Linked DNA regions of Mus musculus: region 1 is linked to region 2. Evidence: chromatin contacts called from public promoter capture Hi-C data. All regions are on one chromosome and are shown on one strand. Each heading gives the region's core, a stretch centred on a gene start, on an enhancer-like site or on the middle of the called end of the contact. The rest is flanking DNA. Distances are from core to core; before and after follow the strand shown. Region 1 overlaps Casz1 (castor zinc finger 1). Region 2 overlaps Gm572 (predicted gene 572).

What was found. Capture Hi-C pulls out chosen DNA fragments and counts their contacts.
Region 1: a promoter capture Hi-C map of pancreatic islet shows a contact between it and region 2. The contact joins two enhancer-like sites. A contact is called at or near these places in 7 of 39 promoter capture datasets (the C10 cell line, cranial neural crest, embryonic stem cells and 4 more), 5 of 115 datasets of contacts at active chromatin or transcription factors (all in embryonic stem cells) and 2 of 9 other capture datasets (embryonic stem cells and pancreatic islet).

The regions. Positions count from the first base shown.
Region 1 is chr4:148,944,473-148,950,613 of GRCm38.p6, reverse strand. It overlaps Casz1 (castor zinc finger 1), which reads right to left. Exons shown (of 21, transcript NM_001159344.1): 16 at 6,018-6,141; 17 at 4,393-4,591; 18 at 3,453-3,624; 19 at 1,939-2,090; 20 at 1,680-1,821. Gm13205 (predicted gene 13205) reads left to right here. Exons shown (of 3, transcript NR_154553.1): 2 at 1,707-1,847; 3 at 2,709-3,125. Among named protein-coding and RNA genes, the nearest start is that of Gm13205, 4.8 kb to the left of the region's middle. Within about 2 kb of position 2,478, at least 33 of the 459 cell types and tissues checked have an H3K27ac peak or open chromatin away from gene starts, as enhancers often do. A contact at or near this core is called in pancreatic islet, where this site is marked.
Region 2 is chr4:148,659,882-148,665,528 of GRCm38.p6, reverse strand. Gm572 (predicted gene 572) reads right to left here. Exons shown (of 12, transcript NM_001368835.1): 6 at 1,108-1,146. Among named protein-coding and RNA genes, the nearest start is that of Gm572, 19 kb to the right of the region's middle. Within about 2 kb of position 3,223, at least 10 of the 459 cell types and tissues checked have an H3K27ac peak or open chromatin away from gene starts, as enhancers often do. A contact at or near this core is called in pancreatic islet, where this site is marked.

The DNA of each region.
Region 1 (6,141 bases), core at 1,229-3,728, 290 kb before region 2:
GGCACTGGAGATAAGGCACCCAGTTCTAGCATTCAGTCACATATTCCCTGGGACCAAAAGACCCCAGGCCAGGCCCTGCCCAGGGTAGATGGAAGCGTCTTCCTCCCTGAGCCTTCCCAGGATGCCTGGCTACCTACCACTCTGCCTTCAAACTTCTGCAGTAGTATAATGAAAAAAAAGGCTCAGTCACCACTCTTGGCAGATGAGAAGAAATCAAGGGCTAGGATGGCGTGGGAGCATCCAGGCAGGGGACAAGGGAGCAGCTCCAGTCTGGAAATCAGTGGGGGACAGAGCACTGCAGCTTGAAGTCGTGGGGCTCTGCCTGAGTATGCCGGCCAGAGAGCTTTCAGGGGCTGAATTCATTTTGTCCTGCTCAGAGCCACTAGCTCTGGGAATCGGATAGCACCCAGGCTCAGTCAGAATGTGAAACAGGAATGGATGGATAGAGAGAGACCTAGGGGTGATGTCTACCCAAGGAGAAGAACAAGCACACCATTTTACACATAGGGCTGAGACGGCGAGAGCGCTGGGTGAGCCTGGTGGTTCCGCACGTAGGTTTCTTCTCCCTGTCTAGCTCCGGAAGGGAAAGGAGGTCCAAACCTGGACAGCTCCAAAGCAAACTGAGAATAGCAGGGCTCTGCCCTCACGGTGCCAAGGACCTCACAGGTCACCTGGCAGGACCCTGGCAGTAATCTGTTCTCTGAGGTATTTGGCTGTTAGGGGAGTGGGGCAGCCCTGCCCTTGGCTCTGCTGGTCACAGGAAAGGATCCAGTCGTGGATCACACACAGCCTTGAGGCTCACTCGGGGTGTCAGACACTGGCAAGAAGGCATGTTTGAGTTACCTGCAGCATCCTGAACTAGGGGGGCGTCACTTTTTACTGGAGTTGGAGTGGCAGTGACGGGCGGGAAGCTGGGCGGGCTGCTGATGGGGCGGGCCAGGCCCCGGCTGGCTCCCAGAGTGGCACTGAGCAGAGAGTATGACAGACAGGACGGAGAGAAGAGGCATGGGAGGGGGGCAAGGGGAGGCCGGAGCACAGCCGGTGGGAAGGATGGAGTCAGGGTGGGCGGTGCAGCCCCACGAGCAGCCTCGTCACCAGCCGCAGCAGGAGGAGGAAGAGGAGGAGGAGGAGGAACCGGGCAGCCTGGAGAGGATGAAGAGAAGCAGAGAAAAAAAGAACAAACAAACAAACAAACAAAAACAAAAACCCAAATGAGAAACCCAATGGCAAGTGCAGTATGGAAATATGTGGACAGATGAGCAGAGAGGTTCAGCAAGGAAGAAGGGGGGGAAGGAGAGAGGCTGCTTGGTGCAGTGTGGGCAGAGGTCATGGTGGGAGGGCCTTTCAGAGGACACGGCAGGGAGGCAGGAACCTCTGAGGGGGGGGTCCCCGCTCTGGGTTCTGGATGGAGGCTGGGACTGAGGCCATGAGGAGGCTGGTACAGGGGCTCTGGTGCTTTCTCTGGGGCTAATGGGACAAGCCCTGGTCCCTCTCTGGGGAAACTGAAGTGATCTGGGGGAGGGAGAGCAGCAGAGATGTGGGCAGAATGGCCAGAGGAGAGGCCTCAATGCCCAACGTTGTACAAGCTTGTCTGCTGCATTCCACCTTGGCCTCCTTGGAGGCCGCTTGACTCTCAACCTGTGTCCCAAGCACGACTCGGCTGGGCCTGGGCCACTCACCTGCAGCTGTGCTCTCATTGCCCACAGGGGTGCTGGAACAGCTACGGTCCATGGTGGAAGACTCTGAGGACGCCGCTCCAGGGCTACAGCCTGTATAGTCCATGCCCTCGTCTGTCTCGGCATCCATTAGGCTCGGGGGACCCTGGAAGAAAGGAGAGGGGCCCTAAGGTAGTAGCCCACGGCTTCCTTGGGCATTATGGGTAACATGGGGCCCTGCACCTAAGAGGAAGGACCGTTGAGCCACGTGGGGGGCTCTCACCTGGGATGGGGGCACTCGGTCAAAGTTCTTCCCCAGCATCCTCCGCATGTGCTTCCGGGCATGCGAGGTCATCTGGTGCTTGAGGAGAAAGGAGAACTGACAACCTTCCCGGATGCAGTGGAAGTGGCTGTTCACCTGGTTGTACTTGCAGCCTGTGGGTGTGAACACAGCAGCCATGAGCTTCCCCAGATAGTGTGCTGGGCACAGAGGTGACGTGCCACATAGGCAGGTGGCATCCGGGGGAATACCTCTAACTAGCTCATTCCAGGAAGCCAAGTCTGCCTGGCTGGCTAATCCCTGGCCTCCCCTTTGGCTTGTTCTATACACTCCTCCCTGAGAAGTCACAGATCCGTGGCCAAGGGACCTTCAAGAAAGGACCTCTCTCAGCCAGCCACCTTGTTCAGATTGCTGGTCAGCCGGCCTCCAGCCTGCCTCCGCCCTCCTAGGCTGAGAACAAACAGAGCAGGCAGGACCTAAACAGGCAACAGCTCAGGGCAGGCAGGGCAGGCGAGGGCCTGCCCGTTGCCATGGTACCGGGCTGGCCAGGTGTCTTATGTCACCTCCCAGCTTTGTTTGGCCCCAGCTACTACCAAAGCCACCAAACTGTTGAGTAAAGAACAAGTCCCCTGACAGCTGAAAGCCAAGCCCAGCACAGCAGAGGCCACCAGGTGTGGGCACCTGCTGCTGTGGTTACCGGCCCTCCTCGAGCCAGGGATCCTCTCTTAAACTAACACTTAAAGGAAAGGGTTGTTTTCTTTCTCTTCTGGCAGTTCTGGACTGTCTCAGCCGTCTACGGAGGGCCCAGACTGGAGGTGACAGCAACCTCCAGGAACTCCAAAGGCCCCTACCACCGTGAGCACATGACCAGGAGAGGCCTGCCCGGTAGACACCACATCTATCCACCCGCCCTTCCCTATCTTCCAGCTTCCGGTCCATTCCTAGGAAAATTCTGCCCCACATCTGCAGGTCTATAGAAGCTTGCCCTGCGCCTAAATTTGCCTCTGCCTGTGGGCCTGAGGCTCTTCTCTATAGGGCCAGAGCAGGAAGGTATCCGAGAGGCATCGAAAGACACCCGCTGCCAAGCTCAGAAGCACCCGGAGCCTCCGTCTCTGGCACCTCACGTACCTCAGTTTTTGTAAGCATGTGCTAAAGGCTTTACAAAGTAAATAAATAACTGAAATGGCAAACAGCTCGTTGTGGACAAAACCCTCAAAACTAAAGGGCTCACAGGACGTCCGAGTCTTATCTGTCCACTCGGGGAAGCAAGAGAAGCAGAGCCGAGGATGCAGGGTATGGCCCCAGGGTGTTGCCTTGGGGTGGGGATGATTCTTGGGGCCGCCCTCGCTGTCCCTCTGGGACGTATGGGCTCTGATGTTTTACAACTTGTCAGACAACACTTGGCAGATGACGTCTGTGATATCGTTCACGGGTCATGGGGCTGGGATGGTGGCAGCAGTACCTGGAAAGGTGGCCCGGGCCTACTGGAAGTCCCTGCCCACCCTTGGCCTCAGTACCTAGTCTTCCGCACTCCTCGCGCTTGGTGAAGTATTTGAACCCGTTGGCTGCCCGTCGTTCAGCCTTCTCATGCTTCTTTATATGCCATGGAAGTTTGGTGGTGATGTTGGTGACAAAGTAGCAGCCCGTCCGGAGGCAGTGGTAGTGTCCACGCATCCGGAACTCACAGTGCTGCGGAGGGAGGCAAGGCATACGTATGTGCGTCAGGCCAGGCAGGAACATCTGTGAGCTCCTGCTTGTCTCTGGGCCATGGAAGTTTCTCTGCACTTGTGTTCTTCCATGCTCCCAGTTAGAAAACACAATTGCGTGAAGCAGTAGGACTGCTTTGTCGCATCATTAAAACATTTTGTACCTCTTTGCTAATGCCACACCCAGAGCAGACATCTCTAACCTGTTTTTTCAATTTCGTCCCTGTAGGACAAGACCTGGGCAGACATCACTAATCTACCCCAGCACTCCCAACCTAGGTAGACATCACTAATCTATTGTAACAGTCTTTTCTGCACACTTAGACCTTACCTGTGACTACTCAGGCAGCCTACCAATCTTGGAGACTGGGCCTTTAAAGAGAACCTGATCTGTTCTTTCTGCCAGGCATGGACTGTTCTATTTCTTTATCCAATGAGCCTATTTTAAAATTCTAGGCCTCTAGGGAAAGGGGGCATAGCTATTTCCAGGATGGGCACAAATGATGTCAAACACACGGTGGCTGAGATAGCATTTAGTCACCACTGGGAGTTAGGCCTGAAATGACAGCCCTCACCAATTGAGCATCAGTCTGGACCCCTGCCCAGGGGCCTCTAGGGGCTCTGGGGACAGACAGTGGGTGTCCTTTCCAGTGTCTAGTGCAGGCCAACTTTAAAATGGTGTGAAAAGTGGAGTCTCTGCCAGGAGAAGCTTGCCCTGGGCCTTGAGCCTCCCCCGCCCCGCCTCACTGACCTGGTTGGGACACAGGCACTGTAGAGAGTAGTAAGCAAACTGGTCTCGCACGTTCACCAGGCTGTTGCTGGGGTTGATGTGGTCCAAGCAGTGGGACTCAGCCTTGCCCGAGGTCTTGCAGACGTACTTGCAGTTCCCGAAGAGACAGTGGAAGTGGAACTTGCTGGCGTATTTGCAGTCCGTCGCCAGGCATGGATCGCTAGAAGGAAACCACAGCCCAGAAGGTCATTGGCATCCCAAGCCCTCCCGCTGATGTCCTCTCTGGGTTTGTGTTAGGGTTCCCTCCTCAGTCACCAGGAGTGTAATCGAGGGGAACACAGTGGGTCACCCTCCTGCTCAACGGGAACATTCAGCTAGAGACTACAGATCCCAGCATGCATCCCTGTCTCCTTTTGGGAACTCTTGCCTGGTAGATGGGGGTTTGCCATAGACAGGGTGCTCAGAGCAGTGCATGCTGGGACATGTAGTTTCCAAGGCCACACCCCAGGATTAGAGATAAGAGGACTGCATTAACTTCTTGGGCATAAAAATAATGGATAGTGCTGCCATTCCTGGCTGGGTGCCAGCAAGGGCTTGGCTGGCAAGACATGGCACTGTGTGGATGTGGCTGACTGACAGACTGCAGATGGGTGGGCAGCTCTACCAGGAAGCGCCACTACCGTGGGGTGTGAGCAAGTGGTAGCATGTGCCTGGTGTCAAATCCCGCCAGGGCTCACAGCTGCTGGGACATCCCAGGGTCAACTGAGGCCTACAGTGCCCGCCTACCCAGAGAACCTAGGGACCTGGGGAGTGCTGGGGCCGGCGGAGGTGCTGATGAGCAGGGAGGAGCTGGAGCCCCCCACCCCCAGTGTCTCTTAGGGTTGCGCGCTAGGGAGCTGCAGCCATGGCTGGGAGGCCCCAGGCTATGGAGAGATGTGTTCTCCAGAGAATGGACCCATGGTGGGAGCTCTGGGCTGGTTCAGGAAGCTAAGGAGGCTACCACATCAGGAAAGGAGGAGAGTACAGGAAACAGGAGAGAGACAAAAGAGCCCTGTACCCTTCCGTGCCATGGGCCCAGCCCCAGGTTCTCAGAGAGGGAGGACAGCTGTTACTCAGGTGGTATAAATAATCCAATTTATTACTTTTTATTGAGAACAGGAAGCCACACACTTTATGATACAAAGTCACCGTTCTCGCCGCAAGAAGCCACCACCATTAAGTGAAGAAGGTTCCTTCCACCCTTGACCACGGTGTGGACTTTGAGGGGCCTAGGCCCTGCTCCCATCCATGCCTTCCCTGTCCTATTGACTCAGCCTGGGTATGCACCACAGAGCTGGCCAGCAAGGTGACCCCAAGGGAACACAGCCTTTTTGTAGGACCAGGAAGTTTCCTGAGGGACCCCCATACCTAGCTCACCCCAGCCAGTCCTTGAAGGATCCCAACGGATCACTGGGGGTAAGGTCGCTTGCGCCCTCATCCCCCCACTTACTGGCTGCTCGGTACAAGCATACAGTTGGAAAACTAAGTCCCAGAGGCTGAGGGCAGCCAGTGTAACTCTGCGAGGCGAGGAGCAGGGCCTCCTTGCTGCCCTGGCCATACCCACTCCCAAGACACAGGGACAGGTGCCGGCTCATGGAGGGACTCACTTGTCCTGGAACTGGAGGAACCCGGGTTTGACCTGAGGCTTGGCGCTCTCTAGAGACGTCGTCGCCAGGGGCGAGGTGGGCAGGTGAGGCACTGAGGAGGGAATCTGAGGCATCTGGGGTATGG
Region 2 (5,647 bases), core at 1,974-4,473:
TCTGCCTCACTGCCAAGCCTTATGACCTGAGTTCAGCCACCTAGGCGCATGTAGAAGGAGACCCAATTCCCTCTCTGACACTCAGCAGATAGAGACAGGAAGACCACAAGTTCAAGGTCATCCTCAGCTACTTAGTGAATTCAAGGCCAGCCTGGGCTACATGAGACCCTACCTTTAAAAAAAGAAAAGAAGAGCCGGGTATGGTGACGCCAGCACTCAGGAGGCAGGCAGAGGCAGGCGGATTTCTGAGTTCGAGGCCAGCCTGGTCTACAAAGTGAGTTCCAGGGCAGCCAGAGCTACACAGAGAAACCCTGTCTCAAAAAAAAAAAAAAAAAAGAAAGGAAGGAAGGAAGGAAGGAAGGAAGGAAGGGAGAAAGAAAGAAAGAAAGAAAGAAAGAAAGAAAGAAAGAAAGAAAGAAAGAAAGAAAGAAAGAAAGAAAGAAAGAAAGAAAGAAAGAGGGAGGGAGGGAGGGAGGGAGGGAGGGAGGGAAGGAGGAAGGAAGAAAGGAAGAGAAGAAGAAGAAGAAGAAGAAGAAGAAGAAGAAGAAGAAGAAGAAGAAGAAGAAGAAGAAGAAGAAGAAGAAGAAGAAGAAGAAGAAGAAAGAGAGAGAGAGAGGTTTGAGCGTTATAGCATACACCTTTGAAGCATTCAGGAAACAGAGGCAAGTGGACCTCTGTACAATCAAGGCCAGCCTGGTCTACATAGAAAATTTCAGGCCAGTCAGGGCTACCTAGTGAAAATTCTGTCTCAAAACAAAAGAGGGGGAAGAGAGAGGAGGGGAGTCAGAGAGAGGGAAATAGAGACGACAGCTGTGTATCTTGGGAATGGGTATCCTTGCAAAGGAGCAGCGCCTGCCACTGGGGACCTTACAGAGAGAATCTTAGCACAGCAGGACCCAGAGACTTCCTACCCCAGCAGAATCCCCCCAGGTTTTTTCAGACAGCTTCAGACTTATGCATGGAGGATGGGGGTTGGGGGGAGTTTTGCCAAAGCCCAGACCCACGAAGGTCACTACTGTCCATGGACACTCTCCACAAAGGGGCCATGGAAGTGACAACCTCAGAGCCTAGCAGAACCCTTCAGAACAGTGCCCTTACCACACCTACCTGTCCAGCATCAGTCCTTGGAGGCCAGGGCCTGGAGACCTGCAGAACAAGAGGAAGGAACAGCTGTGTGCTGTGGGCAAAAGTGAGTGAGCCTTTGCCTGGGCAATTGGCTCAGCAGGGATCCAGAGACAGAGCTGGGCTGCCCCGATTGTTTGCTCATTAAGACAAGAAAATCATTTATGTTCTGGGACTCAAGTGTCAACAGACCCAGGGAAATGTCACCTCAGCTGCTGCCCTGGGCCAGGCCGTCAGGGCAGCTGGAGCACAGAGCACAGCTGGCAAGGTGGAGGGTGTGTGTGTGTGTCGAACGGCCCTGCTGTTCAAGATGTCGGGTGGGTCCCAGGCCTCTTTCAGGTCCTCCTGCCTCATCGTACCCCAAGGCCCCCACTTCTTCCCCATCCCCTACAGACTCCAATAAGCAAAAGATACAAGAGTGTGCTTGCCCTTGGCGCTATGTTTCAAATGCCCAGTCATCTCCATTTTCCCCCAATGAAGAACTTTCAATGCTAAAATAAGGATGGTCTCGGGCAATCCTAGACAGCTGGTCTCTCCCTGCACCTGAGCCTCGAGGTGTGGCCAAGGGACCTGCCTGAGCCCAGCTGTCCTATCTCCTTTTCCTTTACTATATTATTTATGTATTTATTATGTCAGCGTGGGGGGGGGGAAGCACACACCTGCCACATTGTGCGTGTGCAGGGGTCCACGGACCACTGAGAGGAGTCAGCTGTTTCCACCGTGTGGGTCCGGGACACAGAACTCGAGTTGTCAGGTGTGGGTGGGAGTGCCTTTAGCCACAGAGCAGCTCACAGCTCACCTCTTCCCCTTCCACTGGCTTCACCCACTCCCACTCCCTTTATCTTTGCTGCAAGCATGGGTAGGGCACTTGAGAAACAGGACAGAGCCAAGGCTAACAGAGAGCAACTCCCTCCCCTCCACCTGTGAAAGTTAAGGACACTGGGTCCAAAAAGACTAATGAGCCATCACAACTTTCCCACCTAAGGCTACACCCCTTTCCACCACGTGTACAGAATCCATTCTTTCAGACCTGGAGACAGGTGGACAGGGTTGGGGATACCCGACCCCCGACCTCTCAGCCTTGTCGGTGCCTTAGCTGTGCTGCCCCTGGCTTCAGAGACACCTGCCCGCCCCTACCATTGCCCACGGTGCTCAGCACAACCCACAAGGAGCCTGTAATTTCCTCACCTTGTGGGTACTGACTTCACTCTGGGAGCAGAGAGGAAGGAATGGGAATGACATCTGAGGTTTGGTGAGATGGTAAAGGGATTCCACATTTCCCAGGGCAGCCACCAAAGCCTCTCTCCTGTTTCTACACCTCGGGGCTAGTGCAACAAGGCAGCCCTAGAGGCTGGGCTTTTCCACGGAGGGAACAATTTTGTGTAAAGAAACAAAAGGAAGTGGGATCAAGCGCACAGTCTAAACCCACCATGTCCTTTAAGTGGCCACAGGCAGACTATATTTAGGGCCAGCAGACACTCAGCAGGACCTCGAGTAGTCTTCCCTGGGAGCAATCGCTAATCACTGCATTGAGTTTACAGGTGCCCCTGGGCACACTTAACCCAGGGCAATGAATAGTTATTGCGCAGCCTCCCGCTCGGGGCTTGTGGGCACACTTAAGCAAGCTCGCAGATCGCTGTGTGCAGGGCATGGCTCGGGTACACCCTTGGGCACCCTGTGCCATCAGCAGGGAGAGGCAGAGTATTAAATATCTATGTGCCCTGTGCCCACAGCTGCATTTAGCCAAGGGCAAGGCTGGTGTAACGGCTTTAATTAAAACTTAATGCAAGTTCAAGGTGCAGCCATGGAAGCGGCTGCAGAAGCCACCAGGAATGAATCAGTCAATTCGATGAGGTGGTGAGGTTCTATGACGGGGGAGGGGAAACAGAGGAGCCTGGGGCACCTGAGACCCATTGCTCCGGTGCAGCGGTTCTCTGCGACTCTACTCAGGGGCATGAGGTTACTGTAGGCTCCAACATCTACATTGTGGAAGGACGCTAAGGATCTGGGCAGGTCAAAAGGGACAAAGTGGGTGCTTGGCTGGCTACCAGATCTGCTTTCCTCTGGGAAATGTTATATGACACGAGCAACCTTGTCCCCCTAGCGGCTGCTCCTGGAATTACAGGCCATTGTAAAGAGACGTGACCAGCCCCAGATTGTCAAACCCACGCCCCATGACTATTCGCAGGGATCTTTAAGATGAGGCCCATGACTCTAAGGAACAGCAATGCCCTGCCTGACAAGACAACAACGGGACCTAAACATCATTCTACTTCAGGCACTGCTTCTTAAAATTGAGCAGCAGAGGAGTCCAGAGGCAAGATGCAGGGAGCAAGCACAGAGGAGGGACCCCAGCCTCTGCACTCTCACCTCAAAGCCCAGAACAAAGATGGGAGTGGAACTGTATGCCCCTCCCCAGGCAAGGCTAACGTCCATTCAGATCTGATCTTTTGGCACCAGCACAGAGCCCGGCATTCGGCACGTGTATCCGGATGTTTCTTAAATGAAGCTGGTTGTCATTAGCTGGTCTTTCCCTCCAACCTCCTCTCCTCTCCTTCTTCCTCATGTCATCAGGCAAAACTGGACATTTGTGGTTTTGGGATTTTTGGGTTATTTATTTATTGTGTAGGCAGATGTATATGTTCGTGTCATGGTTCGTGTGTGACGGTCGATCAGAGGACAACTCATTTCTCTCCTTTTTTGCAGGTTGCAAGAACCAAGCTCAGGCTTGGTGACAAGCACCTTCACTCACTTGCTGGACGGCTCCTGCTCTGTAGCCCAGACTGAGTTCAAACTTACAATCCTCTCGCTTCAACCCCCTGCACGTGGGATTCCAGAAGTGCACCATCAAACCCTGATCTAAACACACCATTCTGTTTGGCCACACGGTATTTACAAAATGAAAGTTCAAAGCCGGGCGTAGTGGCACACGCCTTTAATCCCAGCACTCCGGAGGCAGAGGCAGGCGGATTTCTGAGTTCGAGGCCAGCCTGGTCTACAAAGTGAGCTCCAGGACAGCCAGGGCTATACAGAGAAACCCTGTCTCAAAAAACAAAACAAAACAAAACAACAAAAACAACAAAAAAAAGAAAGTTCAATTTTCTGGATGCGGTTCCGTGGGTAGTGTTCCCTTAGCACGAGGCCATACGTTAATCCCCACTATCACATAAACCAGGCGCGGTGTCACACTGGTGATCCTCGCACATGGGAGATGCAGGCAAGAGAATCAGAAGTTCCAGGTCACCTCCTGCTACGTGGTGAGTTTGAGGCCAGCCTGAGATACGTGAGACCCTTGTAGCAAAATAAGTGAACACCTGCTCACTGTTCAATGACTAAAGTGAACAGCCTTCCCTTGCTGAGGGGTCCAGGGCCCCACACATGCTAGGCCAGCACTCCTACCACTGAGTTGCTTTGCCAGCGCACAGTCAGTTTTTTATGATGTAATTTTACATTCAACTATGGATTTCCTGCCTCTCTTTAAAAAGCTGAAAATTCTAGTAAGGCTGGGTCAAGCTTAAACAGCGGCTCATTGAAGGGCTTGTTCTAGCTCACCATGGGCCCTTATACTTCAGGCTCATAGAGCCATTCTGCCACTACCTGCTATGAGACCTCGGCGGCAACTCTCACTTCTTTGCCTACTTGTCCAGTCCGTAAAATGGGGCTGTAAACAGCACCTCCTGCCTACTGTGAGATGTCGGCATTAGCAATGCAGGGCAGGGGCATGGGCATGGTTGAATGGTGGAGCATTTGCCCTATAGATGCCAAGTCCTGATTTCCATCCTTAGCACCAAAATGATAAACAACAAGGTTTATCATTTCCATGCCTGACATAGCAGTGTAGGTGGGAAGAAAAGCTGCTCTGAGGAAATGAACGCTTGGGTCCATCCCTTCCCCTTCTCTGTGTCTGCCACATGCATTTCTGCTGTGGGTTTGCAACCCTCCCCTGCCCCAGCCTAGTCTCTCTGTTTTCCAGGGCTACAGAGAAACCTGAGCTCAGGGATGCTACCAGGCAGTGACAGCACACAGCTGGAATATGCCACAGGCCTGTGCTCTCTCCAGTTGGGATGTTATATCTGAAATCCATTGCTCCTGACTGCTGGGGATGGAACCTGGGACTGTGAGCACCCTCCTCCCCCACCCCCCGCCCCCAGTCCTGATGTCTATAAATCATGACATGACCTAGGTTTAAAAAAAAGAGACCTCAAAGCCGAGGAAATTGTTCTCTGCATAAAGCACTTGCCTCAAAAATCTAAAGACCTTGGGGCTTGAGAAATGGCTCAGCTGTTAAGAGCACTGGCTGGGTTTTTTTTTTGTTTTGTTTTTTTGTTTGTTTAGTTTTGGATTTTTTGAGACAGGGTTTCTCTGTACAGCCCTGGCTGTCCTGGAACTCACTCTGTAGACCAGGCTGCCTCGAACTCAGAAATCCACTTGCCTCTGCCTCCCAAGTGCTGGGATTAAAGGCATGCACCACCACTGCCCGGCTACTGGCTGCTCTTCTAGAAGTCTTGAGTTCAATTCCCAGCAA